Linked DNA regions of Mus musculus: region 2 is linked to region 1. A link is a contact called in public promoter capture Hi-C data. All regions are on one chromosome and are shown on one strand. Each heading gives the region's core, a stretch centred on a gene start, on an enhancer-like site or on the middle of the called end of the contact. The rest is flanking DNA. Distances are from core to core; before and after follow the strand shown. Region 1 holds the start of Mpc1 (mitochondrial pyruvate carrier 1). Region 2 holds the start of T (brachyury, T-box transcription factor T).

The links. Promoter capture Hi-C pulls out the DNA fragments that hold promoters and counts their contacts.
Region 2: a promoter capture Hi-C map of the HPC-7 cell line shows a contact between it and region 1. The contact joins the promoter of T here to the promoter of Mpc1 in region 1. A contact is called at or near these places in 9 of 39 promoter capture datasets (the 3T3-L1 cell line, the C10 cell line, the HPC-7 cell line and 5 more), 8 of 484 Hi-C or Micro-C datasets (embryonic stem cells and nephron progenitors), 4 of 115 datasets of contacts at active chromatin or transcription factors (embryonic basal ganglia, embryonic stem cells and stem cell-derived neural progenitor cells) and 1 of 9 other capture datasets (pancreatic islet).

Annotation. Positions count from the first base shown.
Region 1 is chr17:8,282,073-8,285,575 of GRCm38.p6, forward strand. It overlaps Mpc1 (mitochondrial pyruvate carrier 1), which reads left to right and starts at 1,715. Exons shown (of 5, transcript NM_018819.5): 1 at 1,715-1,889. The coding sequence starts at 1,819.
Region 2 is chr17:8,432,787-8,436,289 of GRCm38.p6, forward strand. T (brachyury, T-box transcription factor T) reads left to right here and starts at 1,637. Exons shown (of 8, transcript NM_009309.2): 1 at 1,637-1,950; 2 at 2,405-2,669; 3 at 3,325-3,459. The coding sequence starts at 1,745. LOC115486424 reads left to right here. Exons shown (of 3, transcript XM_030250191.1): 2 at 659-714; 3 at 919-1,742. The coding sequence starts at 703. The coding sequence ends at 1,704. RefSeq lists a promoter at 1,094-1,752.

The DNA of each region.
Region 1 (3,503 bases), core at 465-2,964:
ACACTACCAGGCCTGGTTTATTACTAATTTGCAGTTATTTAAGACAGGATGTCATGTAGCGCAGGCCAGCCTTGAATGGGTCCTCTTTTCTCTCTCACCTGCTAAGTTACACACTATGACACACGCTGGAACGCCTTGAGGATTGTTTCCATATTAAAATAAGCTCCACAAACTAGCCTTTCCAGGGACAGCTCTAGAAAGGAATTGCTGGCCAAAGGGAATGTCCATTCTTAATACTTATGCATTCCCTTGAGTGTTTGGTTTAACTTCCTATATTCATTTCTGCCAGTGCATTCCAGACTTCATATTCCCCAGTGGCATTCTAAATTACTCAACTTTCCTTGATTTGAGGTATAATCCCCAAATTGTGCTTTTGTTGTTGTTGCTGTTTGTGTGTTTTTTTTTTTTTTTGTTTTGTTTTTTTTGCCTGGCCTTGTTTTTTGTTTTTCGTTTTTTAAATTTTGTTTGAGACAGGGTTTCTCTGAGTAGCCAGGGCTACAGAACTAGCTATATAGACACGGCTGGCCTTGAACTCAAATCCTCCTGCCTCTGCCTCTGCCTCTGCATCTTCGGTGCTGGGATCAAACTCATTTGCCACCAAGGCCCGCTTCAGGTTCGGTTTTGGTAAGGAAGAGAGTCCCCTCTATTCTCGGAAGATTGTTAGAATAAACCGGCAAAAATTAAATCTGAGAAAAGCTGCACATATTTACTATGCATAGAAGGGGAAAACCACAGAAGATTACCATTCGTTTAATAACTTTCGCCCCAAGCCCCACCCCGAGGACTCAGTGGTGACCTTGAACTTCCCACCACCCAGCCTGGTTTACGGCAGTGCTGGAGATGGAACACAGCCAGGGCTTCCGGAGCAAACCTGGCAAGAGCGCTGCAGTCCGGGCCCTGCAGACCCTTCCCTATAAGGGGAAGGTCGTCTTCAGCCTCCTTTTGGTAAACAAAGACTGACACTGGCACGAACTCAGGGGACGGGCCTTAGCGACCCTTAGCGCGGTGTGGCCTACTCGGGTGTGGCTGCGAGCAGCCTGAAGGCAGTTGTGTTCTTCACGCGATCCGGTTTACGGCGGAAGGGATTCTGTCACCTTTCCTCTCCTCAAGAGTGGTAGTGGTGACAGGAAATGTAGCCAGGCCCTTCTCATTACCTCCGGCTCAACTCTCTCTGCATTCTGCCCCCCCCCCCCCCGCCATGTCTGGGGTGTGGCTCTGAGCCTCTGCGGGTGTACAGGCTAAAGCTGCAGTATGCACGCTCCGGGCACTTATGTAACCTGTGCTTTCCACACGTGGGCAGCCACACTTCTGGAGACTGAGGCTCTTAGCTATTTTTAACTGCCTCCCTCCTCTGCACTCGGTGACTCCATCCCAAGCCGGTCGCCGCCGGTTTGCAGGATCTCACCGTCTCTGTGCAGCCGCCCGCGGGGCAAAGGGACAGGCGAGGGGTGACAGGAGCCCGACCTGCCCACCACGCCCCGCTGAGACCCCGGAAGCCTGCCCAGGACCCCCGGGCAGAGGAGTGTCACCCTCGCAGCCCCTAGCAACCGCCAGTCGTCCGGGCCGCCGGGCCCTTTTACGACGGCAGCCCCGCGGCGCGCACCGCCCCGAGGGCAGGCGGGGGGTGTGTCGACCGCGGCAGCCAATCCCGGACGCGCTCTGCGGTCTAGCGCGTTCTCATTGGTGGAGCGCCGAGCGGTCGTAAGGCTTCTCCGAGTGTCGTGAGGCGGGCGCTGGGGTGAGAGCGCCGAGGGCCTCAGCCGAGTCCACAGCGGTGTCATCTGTCTAGGTAGCGGCTTCACCGCCAACGGCACGGCCATGGCTGGAGCGCTGGTGCGCAAAGCGGCGGACTATGTCCGGAGCAAGGACTTCCGGGACTATCTCATGAGGTGAGCGTCATGGTAGGCCGTGGGGGAGCCGCCCGCTGCGGGAAAACCCTGCGGCGCCGTGCCAAGGTAGGAGAGCGGCGCACGGGTGGAACGCGCTCCTACCGGTGCCCGAGGGGACGGCGCTCCCGAGGGTACAGCAAGTGACCGAGGGGATGGCGCTCCTACCTGTGACTAGGAGGGCAGAAGGGACAGCGCTCACACCCGTGCCTGAAGGGACAGCAGGACTCAGGGGACGTAGCTCCCACCCGTGACCTAAGGGACCGCAGGTTACTGAGGGTACAGCGCTCTTGGTTAAGGCGACCTAGGGAATGGCAGGTGACAGGGAACAGCTCCAGCCCCGCGAACTGAAAGACATGGTGTGACTGGGGACCCCGCCCCAACCTGTGCCGGAGGGGACGCCTCTCCCACCCATGCCCGAGGGGACAGCGCTCCCACCCGTGACTGAGAGGACGACAAGTGACCGAGCGGACAGCGCTCCCGGGCAGGACGACCCAGGGAATGGCTGGTGACAGGGAACAGAGCTCCAGTCCTTGACTGAAAGACGCGGTGTGACTGCAGGGACGCCGCTCCGGCTCGTGACCGACCGGACGAACACCGCTCCTGGGCAGGCAGTCAGGATGCCCTTGCGTGGGTTGACGTGGGGACACTGGGTGCTACCATCCCCCTCCTCGTCTCCCGGCCCGGGACTTGGCGGGAGCGGTGCTGGAATGTGCCGGGATCCGGGTAATGGGAGCTAGAATTTGCAGCACAGAGGGCGGGGTTTTTTTTTTTTTTTGGTTTTTTGTTTGTTTTTTTGTTTGTTTGTTTTCCATTTGACGGTGCTTGGGGGAGGGGGACCGGACAATCATGTGTCGCAGCCACGCAGTGCGTCTGAGAAGAGGCATTTACTTGCAAGGTGTGTGTCCCGAGGGCTTGACATTGAGAGGTTGAAGAAGCACTTTCCAGAATTCATTTTCAGTTATAATTTCCTGGTGCCTGATTCTATTTTAAGGATCTCACAAAATTTAGAAACCGATTACAATATTTCCAAGCATAGTTTTATTTTCTTGTGATTTTAAAGTTAGATAAGTGGAGGGCTGCTTTTTAATTTTCTTCTCAGTGGTCAATACCGAGCCTGCCAGTGGTGGCATTCGCCTTTAATCCCAGCACAAGGGAGACAAGCTGGAGGATCTCTTGAGTTCAAGGCCAGCCAGTCTACAGTAGTATTGTAGTTAATAGTAAATACTTAGTGCCTTGAGTTTCTACAACTGTCTTACTCATCCGTCTTCACCATCTTGATTAATGTCTTTTCCTTTGCGAGGCGCTTCTGTTTCCCTGGGACCCGCCTTCATGCCTGGGCTCAACCCCCAGTGCACCGTGCTGCTGCACTTGATTTTTGATAAGACTCAGATCAAGAACTTTCTATATTTCTAGGTCTGTTTTCTTAACAGTCCCTCAGTCCCTCCCCCACCCCCGTTCTTTTTTGTTTAATATTGAGTCTCAAACTCAGGTCCTGTGCCTTAAAAGGCCTACAAAGTTATACCCTCAGCCCTCGATTCTTTTTTTTTTTTTTAATTTTATGTATTTGATGTGAACCTGAGTATATGTACCTATGGAGGTCAGAACAGGCATCCT
Region 2 (3,503 bases), core at 387-2,886, 150 kb after region 1:
CCTTGACTTTCATGTCCTCCTCCACCGAGATTTATTCCTAGTTCCAGGAAGTCTCAGGCCTTAGCGTCCCCGAGGGTAGAAAAGGTGAAATCTCCCTTGTATACTTCTGCAAACCCACAACACAAACTGGCTGGTGCTCATTGCAGGAGGGTCGGGGTTGGGCGCAAATGAGAGCCTTTTGGTGTCTGTAGAAAGAAGTGTCCCGCTCCTCTAGCCAGAGATTTCTTTATATCCTAGACCACAGAAAAGCAGCCGAACACCCCAGTATTCAGTGGGAAAGGGCAGAGGAGGGTAGTCTAGGGCATCCCACCCCAGAGGTTGGCTCCTGGAAAACCGTCTCTCCCAGAAGTAGGGGCAGGTAGAACCCACAACTCCGACCCCAAAGACTTCCCAGGGAGACTCTCAGAGAGACAACGAACTCAGAATTGAGTGCCCCCACCTGATTCAGGGGCCTCTTCCAAGGAGCTTCGGGATAGGATAGGAGAGTGGAAGACGGGGAAACGGAGGCTGGAACCCAGAGTCTCGTTAAAGAGCTGGGCGCGAGCTCTGGCTTCCTTCCCGCTTCCTGGGCTCCCGTTTTAGAGGAATGTTATTGTTTAAAGAGACCCCATTGAACTATTTCCTGCTCTTTGTCACCTTCCCCTCACTCTCCCGGCAGAGGTTCTCACCGAGAGGCAATAAACCAACTGCTGCCCACACCGCATGGCGAGGCGGGTAGGGAAACGCGCGCAGCATGCGTTCCAACAATCCCCGGCGCAAAGAGACCAGGGACTCCCGGGGCCACATTCGGTGCAGGCGCATCCACCGTCAAAGTCCAGCTTTTATGTGGGACGCGAGGACACCTCCTACTAGGGTCGCTATCTGTTCGTCTATTTCCCTCTCTGGACAGATCCGCATTGAGCTTCCCTCTCCACGCAGGTGAAGGTCGTGGGGGACCTGGATGCCGAGGTGGGAGTTAGTGGCAGTCCATGGGGCGAGGGGACGTGTCCCAAAGCTGCCACACCTGGGGAGGCTGAGGCTTTGGAGAGGTCAAGGAGACCCGGGAGACGCCGATCCGCCGAAGTCCCTCTCAGGTGCGCGCAGCGTGGACACTCCGCGGGGCAAAGTCGCAGGCGCCGGTGTGCGCTTGGACAGCGCGTGGGAGTGGAGAGTTTAGCAGTGGCTCTAGGAGCCAGGGTCCTGGGTGGCTCCAGCCCGGCTTCTCGCCCTCCCTCCCCCAGGGTCCGCCCCGCCGCTTTGATGGAGGTGCAAACATTTGGGGGAGGGCGGGGGTGTCGGGACTGCGCCCGACGCTTTCCTTACAGGAAGCGCGCGCTGGAGCCCATTGTTGGCCCCCAGCCTCCGGGCCCGCCCGGCCAGTCTGATATGGCCGCGCACCGCCAATGGGCAGCTGCTCGGTACTTCAAAGGGTGTCCCGCCCAATCCGCCGCACCCCCCTGCGAGGCCACCTCGGCTGTATTTATGGGGAGGGGACCCATTTTTCTCTTCCCCAGAGACTTACTCTTGTCGCGCCTTGCGGGAGTTCAAGTGGAGCCACGGCTCCCCAGGCCCTCTCCCCCATCCCCGCCCCCTTCCCCCCTCATCCCGATCTCGGTGCTCCTTTGGCGAATGTGCAGGGACCCAGGTGTAATCTTTGGGCTCCGCAGAGTGACCCTTTTTCTTGGAAAAGCGGTGGCGAGAGAAGTGAAGGTGGCTGTTGGGTAGGGAGTCAAGACTCCTGGAAGGTGGAGAGGGTGGCGGGAGGATGAGCTCGCCGGGCACAGAGAGCGCAGGGAAGAGCCTGCAGTACCGAGTGGACCACCTGCTCAGCGCCGTGGAGAGCGAGCTGCAGGCGGGCAGCGAGAAGGGAGACCCCACCGAACGCGAACTGCGAGTGGGCCTGGAGGAGAGCGAGCTGTGGCTGCGCTTCAAGGAGCTAACTAACGAGATGATTGTGACCAAGAACGGCAGGTAGGTGCGTGCTGCAAGCCGGCAGTCTGGGGCCTGGCGAGTGCCCCTCGCCTCGGGGAGAGCATCTTTTCTTCCCAACCGGCCGACTTTGTTTCTTCCCGCTGAGTTAACAGCTCCCCAGAGGATTCCTAAACCTTGGTTTCTCGGGAACTTTCCCCCTGACGAAACCTGAGGAGGAAGGAGGCATTCGAACTCTAGGGTTCCTAGGTGTATACTGGAATGACCAGGTTTGCCTAGGGGGCCGAAACCCTTGGCTAGATTTGTCCCTCTGCTGTCCCGAGAACCCGTGGGCTTAGTGGGGGGAGATGATTTGGTTCCTGAACTGAGAAAGTTCAGGCAAAGATGCTTGCGAGACCGGTTGCCGGGGTCCTCCTCTTTGGCCGGCATCAAACACTTAGTGCAGGCTCCCCCTCTCCAACGGATGGGTCCTCCTGCCGTGCGCTGTCTTTTCCAGGAGGATGTTCCCGGTGCTGAAGGTAAATGTGTCAGGCCTGGACCCCAATGCCATGTACTCTTTCTTGCTGGACTTCGTGACGGCTGACAACCACCGCTGGAAATATGTGAACGGGGAGTGGGTACCTGGGGGCAAACCAGAGCCTCAGGCGCCCAGCTGCGTCTACATCCACCCAGACTCGCCCAATTTTGGGGCCCACTGGATGAAGGCGCCTGTGTCTTTCAGCAAAGTCAAACTCACCAACAAGCTCAATGGAGGGGGACAGGTAAGCCAGTGCAGAAGACAGCCTCTGGGCCCCAGGCCGAAGGGAAGAGCCTGGCTGGGAGCTTAGAAAGACACCACCAGCCTTTGTCAGCCCCACAGAAGCCACCGTGGCCTCCTTCCCCAATTAAATCTTTAGTACTGTTTATATTAAGCTGATGAGGGTTAAGCAGGGCCTGGCAAAGGGAACTGGGAGTTCTCCCTCACCTTGGAAGGGTTGAAGAAGGCCTGCCGCTTGGGAACTGGCTCTGGCCATAGGTGAGCATTGGTTCCGAATCCTCAGTCACTTTAAAGTCAAAAGGGGACACTGGCTACTCTGCACAAATGTGCACATTCCACCCTTCTGAAAAGTCTTTAATTGGGGCCTGTTTCCAAGAAAACTCACTCCAAGTTGCCACCAAGCCAGGCATTTAAAGTTGTTTGTGGCCTTATGCCGGCAGGGTTTAATGGTGTATAGCGTATCTCCCATCCCAGTTCCAGACCATCTGTGGGAAGCAGATGTGTAAAATGGACCCCATGCCCTCCATACTGCTGGCAGTTTCCTGAAGACTTTCTGTGGCTGGATCCATGTTTCTTCCTGAGCAGTTCCTGTGGATGCTGCTGCGGTATTAAGGTAGGCCTGCACGCAGGTCTGCATTCTTGCTCTGTATCTCCTGCAGATCATGTTAAACTCCTTGCATAAGTATGAACCTCGGATTCACATCGTGAGAGTTGGGGGCCCGCAACGCATGATCACCAGCCACTGCTTTCCCGAGACCCAGTTCATAGCTGTGACTGCCTACCAGAATGAGGAGGTGAGGTTTCGGAAGGGAGTCCCCCTACCCTGCCTGTCCTGGGA